Linked DNA regions of Rattus norvegicus: region 1 is linked to region 2. The links are chromatin contacts, called in public Hi-C maps. All regions are on one chromosome and are shown on one strand. The core of a region is the stretch at or near the end of the contact, and the rest is flanking DNA. Distances in the headings are between cores, read along the strand shown.

The links. A called contact is a pair of places that touch in the nucleus more often than the background predicts.
Region 1: a Hi-C map of Schwann cells shows a contact between it and region 2, with 8 times the contacts expected there. The contact joins the promoter of Alkbh4 here to the enhancer-like site in region 2. A contact is called at or near these places in 7 of 12 Hi-C or Micro-C datasets (the A7r5 cell line, Schwann cells, frontal cortex and 4 more).

The regions. Positions count from the first base shown.
Region 1 is chr12:26,165,273-26,169,038 of GRCr8, forward strand. It overlaps Alkbh4 (alkB homolog 4, lysine demethylase), which reads right to left and starts at 1,288. Exons shown (of 3, transcript NM_001105920.1): 1 at 1,147-1,288. The coding sequence starts at 1,266. It overlaps Lrwd1 (leucine-rich repeats and WD repeat domain containing 1), which reads left to right and starts at 1,376. Exons shown (of 15, transcript NM_001013981.2): 1 at 1,376-1,574; 2 at 2,829-3,063; 3 at 3,481-3,597. The coding sequence starts at 1,495.
Region 2 is chr12:26,118,115-26,122,118 of GRCr8, forward strand. The region is part of intron 5 of Prkrip1 (PRKR interacting protein 1); the gene reads left to right. Among named protein-coding and RNA genes, the nearest start is that of Prkrip1, 13 kb to the left of the region's middle. Within about 2 kb of position 1,552, at least 6 of the 93 cell types and tissues checked have an H3K27ac peak or open chromatin away from gene starts, as enhancers often do.

The DNA of each region.
Region 1 (3,766 bases), core at 38-2,537, 47 kb after region 2:
CATTTTCCACAAGATGTTGGGCATTTTAGTGCCAACAGAGAGACGCCCCACTGGCTTCCCAGCTTCCCCCACCATGTGTCCTTCTTTCTTTTTTTTTCTTCCAGAGCTGGGGACCGAACCCAGGGCCTAGCAAGTGCTCTACCACTGAGCTAAATCCCCAACCCCACCATGCGTCCTTCTAATACCTGTGCAGCAAATGCACCAGGCCTTCTGTGCTCAGGCCCCTTTGATCTCTTAAGTGTCACCTCTCAGTCACGCACAGCCCCTATCCCAGGCCTCTACTCAAGCATTCCCCTGGCTATGCACCCCAGCAACTTGCTACAGGGCTGCCAGAGCCATTCAAATGGTTACTTTTTATTCATTCATTGCCCATTTCCGTGGAAGGTGTTAGCCAAGGTCAACAGAGGGCTAAAAGGAAAACATTTTAACATCCTTCCCGGCCTACCCATCTCCTGACCCTATTACTACCTTGTAAGACAGATTTGTTTTTGTTTTTCAAGACCGGCTTTCCTGGAACTCCCTATGTAGATCAGGCAGGCCTGGAACTCACAGAGATCCGCCTGCCTCTGGATGCATCACCACTAGCCGGCTGTAAAGCTGATTCTTATAGGTTTGTTTTCCCCCGAAAAAAAATTTCCCCCAAACCAAAGTCTGTGCTGTCTTAAGTCGCTCACTCCCTGCCTGTCTTTCTTCTCTGGCTTTCATCAGAATTTCCAATACAAACAGCCAATCCCTACCATTTCCATGCGGACTCCTTTGTGCTCCCGAAGCACAAAGACTTCCAGGTATTAACTCCAAGTTATTTGCTACTGCCCCCCAGCAAAGTCATAGAGGTGATGTGTTACGGCTGCTTCCCTACTTCCAAGGCAACTCTTAAACCTGCTGTGTGGCTGAGGTTGGCTTCAACTTCTGACTTTCCTGCCTCTCGGCCTTTCAAATGCAGGGATCTCGTCGTGCATCAGCATTTCCCCGCCCTTCCCTCCATCAGTTGATGACACTTGGGAAGCCTCCACCTTTTGGGTTTTGTGAATATTGAACATAATAAGCGCTTCAACCAACTCCTTTACCGCGAGGTTTTGATCCCTTGGCCTCAGTTTCCCATTAAGATGAATAGATTTCCTGGGTATGACTTTTCCCAGTTCGTACCTGAAGGGAGATCTGCCAGGGCGGGTCCCTCTGGAGTCGTCTCTCGCAGATGAGACAGGTCCGGATACCTTTACAGCCGCACTCCTGCAAATGAGAAACTTCAGCCGCTACAGCCGCCATTGCACCCTCGGAGCAGCTAGGGCGCAGGCGCAAGGCACCGGGGCCTCTGGGAGTTGTAGTCCTCGCACGCAGAAGCAGGGGTTAGGGAGTACGGCTGGCGTTCTGCTTCCTTCCGGTCCCCTGGACTCTCAAAGGGTTTGTTGTGCGCCACCTCCTGGGCTCCCCAGCATCCGGCCTTAGTGACCAGACTTCGTGGAGGCGTGGGTTCGGTTGAGCCCTCGACCACCCATGGCTCCTCTCACGCCGCAGCTGCTCCTGCAACGTGGGCGACCCAAGACCGACAGGCTGGGGAAGATTCAGAGTCTGAAGTAAGAGCAGACGGGGTTGAAGCGGATCGGAGGCGTGGAGTTCTTTCCCGCCCCGGTGGTTTAGTGGGCGGAATGCAAGACTCAGACTCCTCTCTCCCCTCCTTCTGTCCCGGTTATTCTGTTATCTGGGGTTCGGGCCCTAGTCGAATCTCTATCTCGCGCCTAACGGAGATGCGGGAGATTAGCAGCCACATCCCGGCGTCCAGTGAACCTGGAGCGAACGCCTTTAGCCTTGCGTAGAGTGGAAAGATTGTTGAGCTGTTGAAGAATCCTGCTCGGAAGGGGCCAGCAGGACCGAGTAAAAGCAATCAAGGAACTTGGAAACCTCGGGTTCTAAAGTCGTTATGTGATCTGGTATTCGACGGCCGGGCGCAAGACTAACGTCATGCGTTGGCAGCTAGCCTGGGCTGTGGTATGAGACCCTGTCTCAAAAGGAAAAAAAAAAAAAAACTCTTCTTTTTAAAATTTCGAGACAGGATTTGTCTGTGTAAAAGCCCTGGTTGTCCTGAAACTGGCTTTGAAGACCAGGCTGGCCTCGAACTCACAGCGATTCCCCTGCCTCTGCCTCTTAAGTGCTGGGATTAAAGGCTTGTACCACCATGCCCAGCAATAAAGGATTCTTTAAGGGAGGGAAGGCGGGCCACAGAAATGATCCAGCAAGTAAAGGTGCCTGTCACCAAGCCTGAGTTCAGTCCCTTGGACCCAGACAGTGGAAAGAGAGAACCCCACTGGAAACCTGACCTACTTACTCACACTTTAGACTGTGCCCATTCACACACACACACACACACACACACACACACACACACACACACACAGAGAGAGAGAGAGAGAGAGAGACACAGACACTCTATAGTAAATAGAAACGTAATTTAGAAAGCGAGAAGGCTAGAATTGTTAGCACAGTTCAGTGGTACATTGCTTACTAGACATGCACAAAGCCTGAGTGTCCAAAGGGTTCCATCCCTACCAACGCCTGAACGGCTCCCAAGGGGTGGCACATGCCTGTCCTTCTAGCACGTGGGTAGAGGCAGGAGACTAAGTTCAAGGCTTTCCTGGACTACACAATGAACGTTTTGAGGCCAGCCTAGTCTACATAGTTCAGGATAGCCAAGTCTGAAAAAAATAAATAAATAAGCCCATACTTGCACAAGAACTTTCTTGGTGGAAATTCCTCTGGGACAGAAGGGGTGATGATCAGTGGGAGGGTCTGGCCCTCCCCCTGAGCTCTCTCGATCTCTGCTCTCATCCCAGTCTGTCAGGGCTGGAGCTGCTCTCAGAACACTTGGATCCCAATCTCCTGGGACGCCTGAAGAAGCTGAAGGAACTTGACCTCTCTAACAACTTGCTGGAAACATTGCCTGCTAACCTAGGCCTGTCCCATCTGCGAATCCTTCGCTGTACCAACAACCAGCTAGGGGACGTCACCACCTTGCACCAGTTCCCGGAACTTGAGGAGCTCAGTCTGGAAGGCAACCCTTTCCTGACGGTGAGAGGAGGGAGGGTTCTATCAGCAGGATGCTTAGGACCAGGATTCTGTGAGGCAGACACAGACTTCACTCTTTCTTTTATTTGGTTTCGAGACAGGGTCTCATGTAGCACAAGCTGGTTTCAAATTAACTGTGGATCCATGAATAGCCTGGAGCTCCTGATCCTCCTGCCTCCTGAGTTTTGACCATGTTCCACCAAGGCACGGTTTATGCAATGCTAGGAATCAGACTTGGGGCCTCGCGCTTGCTAGGCAAAGCAGTCTGAGCAACATGCCCACCCCATTTGGGTTTTTGTTGTTTTGTTTGTTTGAGGCAAAGAATCTTGCTTTGTAACCTAGACCAGCATCAAACTTCCGAACGTTGAGATTAATGGCATTGGTCATTACTCCTGGCTTTCCCTTCTCTCCTTCTGTTAGGTCAGTGACAACCTCAAAGTCTCCTTTCTCCTGCCCAAGCTGCGTAAGGTCAATGGCAAGGACACGGCCTCCACCTGCTCACAGGTAGAGAGCCTAGATCGGGAGCTGACCAACAGGGTAAGGATGATGAGGTGGGGGTAGGGTCCTTGGTCATATCAGTTGGGTATTGAGGGGGACAGAAGTAGATTTTTGGAGGTGTGTGACAGAGATCCTGGCCCAGACAGCCTCAAGTCTGAAGTGTTGAGTCTGGTTTTTTTTTTCTTCCTGTTTGGAGACCCTGTCTCGA
Region 2 (4,004 bases), core at 302-2,801:
CAATGTGGAGGTCCCAGAGGCGGCTTCTTGCTGACTTGCTTTCCATGCTCGCTTGGCTTGCTTTCTTACACCCAGGACTGTGTAGAAAGACTGCCACCCAAGTAAGGTCTGCCCTTCCAGATCCCACAGGCAAGTCTGATGGAGGCGTCTTCACAGGTGACCCTGACGTATGTCATGAAAAAACCACCAATCACAGCTGCTTAGTTCCCTTGCCTTGTGTGTCTCGGCCTTGGCCCCTGGTGTGTCAGCCTTGGGCCCTCCTCTCCCCAGGCCTTGCCTTGTTCAGTTGAGCTTTCTGGGTCTTCAGAAGCCGGGTTATTTTTCAGTGTATCCTGCACACTAGGTTTTCTGAATGACATCTCTCGAGGCTATGGTCTTGTTTCTATTTCTAGTGGGTCATTAACTTGGCTGTGTTCAGTGAACAGGTTCTGGCCTTCCTGTGTGTTGTGGTTCTGCCTCCAAGTCACCCAGAGTATTTGTCGCGCTCTCCAGGTATGACTCGAGTGCCACCTGGTGACCAATCTAGGTTAGTTCTTTTGAGTGCAGTGACGAGGATGAGGCACACCTCAGGGTTACAGCTGCACCTATGTCACGGAGCATGCATACTAACGTCTGTCCTTCTGGCAGAGCTGTGCAGTGGCAGGAACATAAGAGGTTCATTGTTGTTGCTCTGACCCCAGTGGGCGTTGAACATGCAGCACAGGACTCCTTCGTTGTCTGTTCATTCTGGTATGGGTGTTTTCACTCACACATGAAAGTCAGGGCACAGCGTTCAGGAGTTGGTTCGTGCCTTCCACCTTTTATACTCCTTCGGCCTCTGCACTGCATCAGGGCTGCTTGAAACAGGTTGGAGGCTAGGTATGCCTCAAGGCCAGCATGGACTACTGTGAGACCCTGTTAAAATAGAAGCCGAAGAGGGGAACCCCACTTGTGTTCCAGCTGTCTGAGCACCCCATTAATCCCAGCACTGGGGAGGCAGAGGCAGGCAGGTCTAAGTTCAGGCCAGCCTGCTCTACAGAGCAAGTTCCAGGATAGCCGGGGCTACATAGAGAAACCCTGTCTTGGGGGAAAAAACCCTTGCTTCAAATGTTTGGCCTGGGGATGTAGCTCAGTTGTAGAGTGCTTACCTAACGTACAAGGAGCCTGGCTTCCATCCCCAGCACTGCATAAAAACTGGTCCCTGGTCATGGGTATCTCTGGTCTCAGCACTCAGGAAGCAAGAGGGTGAGAAGTTTAAGGTTATCCTCTGAACTGCATTGAATAAATGGCGTCATTGGCACCAAGCATGGACCACCTGTGCATATCAAGAAATGCCTCGTTGTGTGCACTCTTTATTGGTGAACAGAGTGGAAATGAGTCCACAGATCTTCCGCAGTGGCTTACTTGCCTGTCTTCCCACCTTTCTGATTATGTCCTTATTTTTATTTTGTGAGAGAGTAAGATTTTCTAGTTGCCTGGTTGAAGTGAATAGAAGTTAATGTAGTGCTGCCCGAGTGTACCACAAGGTGGCCTCAGCACACCACAGAACTCCTGCTGGGTTGGCAGTCACCCCTCTGAAGCTCTCTGATTCTTCTTAAAAAGGGGTTGGGAGCAGGGCAGGAAGGGCAGCTGTGCTCTGTAGTAACTCAGCACCCTGCAGTGTGGAACACGTGTTTGAATGACAGCACCTGGTTGGCAATGAGCATCCCAGTGATGTGTCTGAACCACAGTTTCACTTCGCTAACACAGCTGCCTCCCAAGGGACTCTGGGGTGATTTAAAGGCTCTCTGTCACTGGACACAACTAGAGCTCTGCAGACTCAGTGCTGGCTATGCCTTGGGCTCGGGTTCTCTTTGTCAGGAGGGCTCAGCCGCTGCTGCCTAGTACATCAGAAGCAGCCATCTCCTCTGACTATTGCGTTAAAGGTGTCTCCTGGCACTGCCAGATGTCCCCTAATCAATAGGACATAGGATTCCCTTTGAGTTAGATATGTTCCCTAGAGGCAGTCTGTCTGGGTGGCTCCTAGTGTGTGCTTTAGGCCAACGTTCAGAGCCACAGGCTTAAGTGTAGTGAACTGGAAAGTCATGTTCTTTGTCCTCTGATCACAAAGCCATTGTCTTCCCAGTTTGCGAATCTTAGAAGACGTTGAAGAGGTGTGCAGAATGGTAGTCACCTGTAACCCTTACTAAGAACAACAGCTAACGATTGCTGGGTTTTGCTTTCAGTTTCTCACGCATGTGCCCTGTTTTCGTTGGCACAGAACTGTTGAATTCACTGCCGAGCTTGTACCACAGGCTGTTTCCCGTGACCTTGCAGCAGTTCCACAGTACTAGGGGGCTTTTGTTTTGCTCTGCTTTGGGGCAGAGGGTATTTTGTTTTGTTTGTTGCTTGTCCATTCAAGCTGGGCAAAAACAAAAACCCTGTCATCTTCAGTTGCACTCAACTGGTATGTCTGTAGGTTGAGTAAAGTTTCCCAATGGGCCCCACTGGCTCAGCAGGTAAGGGTGCTCACCCACAAGCCTGTGGACCGAAGTTCAATCCTCAGGCCCCCACGGAAGAAGGAAAGGACCCCCTCAGTTTGCTCTCTGACCCCTACACATGTATCATAACATACATGCCTACACAAACACAAAAATAAATAAATATTATATATATAATAAATCTTTGAGTCCTGGATTTAAAGTGTGAACTAAACTGTGTGAACTAAATAGTAGAGAGTATTGAAAGGTGGGGCTGGTGAGACAGATGACTCGGTGGGTAAATGACTTGCCACCAAGCCTGAGGACCAAGTTCAGTACCCAGGACCCACAGAGTAGGAGAGAACTGACTCCTGGTTTCCACGTGTGCTTTGGCACACACACATGCACAGTAGAGAAATCAATATTTAAAAAGTTGTGGAAGGAAATAATTAAAAAGTAAATATCAGAGCAAGTTTGGTACTGTGATTCCAGCACTGGGGACTTGCCCGGAGTTTGAGGAGAGTATAGACTGTTAGTAGATCTTGTCTCAAATCCCCAATGCCAAAACACCCTCCTCCAAAAAGATTACCATTCCTTCCTAATGTTTTGGGGGAGTATTTTGTTTTAGACCGGTCGTCTGTGCTGATTTGAATGAGAATGGCTCACAGAGGCTCATGTGTTTGAATGCTTGGCCATCAGTTAGTTAGGTATGACCTTTCTGGGTAGTCAGTGTGTCCATCTCAGAAGAGGAGGATTTGTTGTTGGGCGCGCGCTGAGAAGCTGGAGCTAGGCCCAGGCCGTCTGTCTCTCTGCCTGAAGCTCAGGACGCAGATGCTCAGCTGCTGTCAGCACCCCCTGTCTGCGTGCCAGCCTGCTCCCTGCCATGGTGATCGTGGACTGCGCCCCAGAAACTAAGCAAGCCTCCATTTAGATGCTTTCCTTTGTAAGAGTTGACTTGGTCATGGTCTCTCCACAGCAGTAGAACCCTGACTGAGATTGGGTCTTTGTTCGTAGCCCTGACCGGCCTTGAACTCACAGTGGTCTGCCTGCCCCTGGCTCCTAGCACTGGGATTTGTTGTTTGTCTTGTTTGTTTTTTCAGACAGGGTTTCTCTGTATAATCCTGTCTGTCCTGGACCAGAATGGCCTTGAACCTGTTCTGCTTCTCAAGAGCTGGGATTAAAGGCATATAGCGCTGCCACCTGGCCAGATTTTTTTTTAATTAATTAATTTATTTATTTATTTTAAGTTTAAGGCCGATTTCAAATTTACTGTGTAGATAAGGATGGCTTTGAACTTGTGATCCTCTTCCCTCCACCTCCCAAGTGGTAGGATTACAGCTGTGTGCTTCCGGGCTCAGGGTTTTATGCACATATATGGTTTTGGGGTTTGCTTGAGGTGGGGGTGCTCTCTTTTTTTTCTTAGGTTTTATTTTTATGTGTGTGTGGGGGTTACTGTTTGTAAGTATGGACATAGGAGTGTAGGTGCCCACAGAGGCTAGGCGAGGGCATTCTTCTCCTTAGAGTTGGAGTTAGAGTTGAGAGTCATCTCTGTGGGTCCTAGGAAAT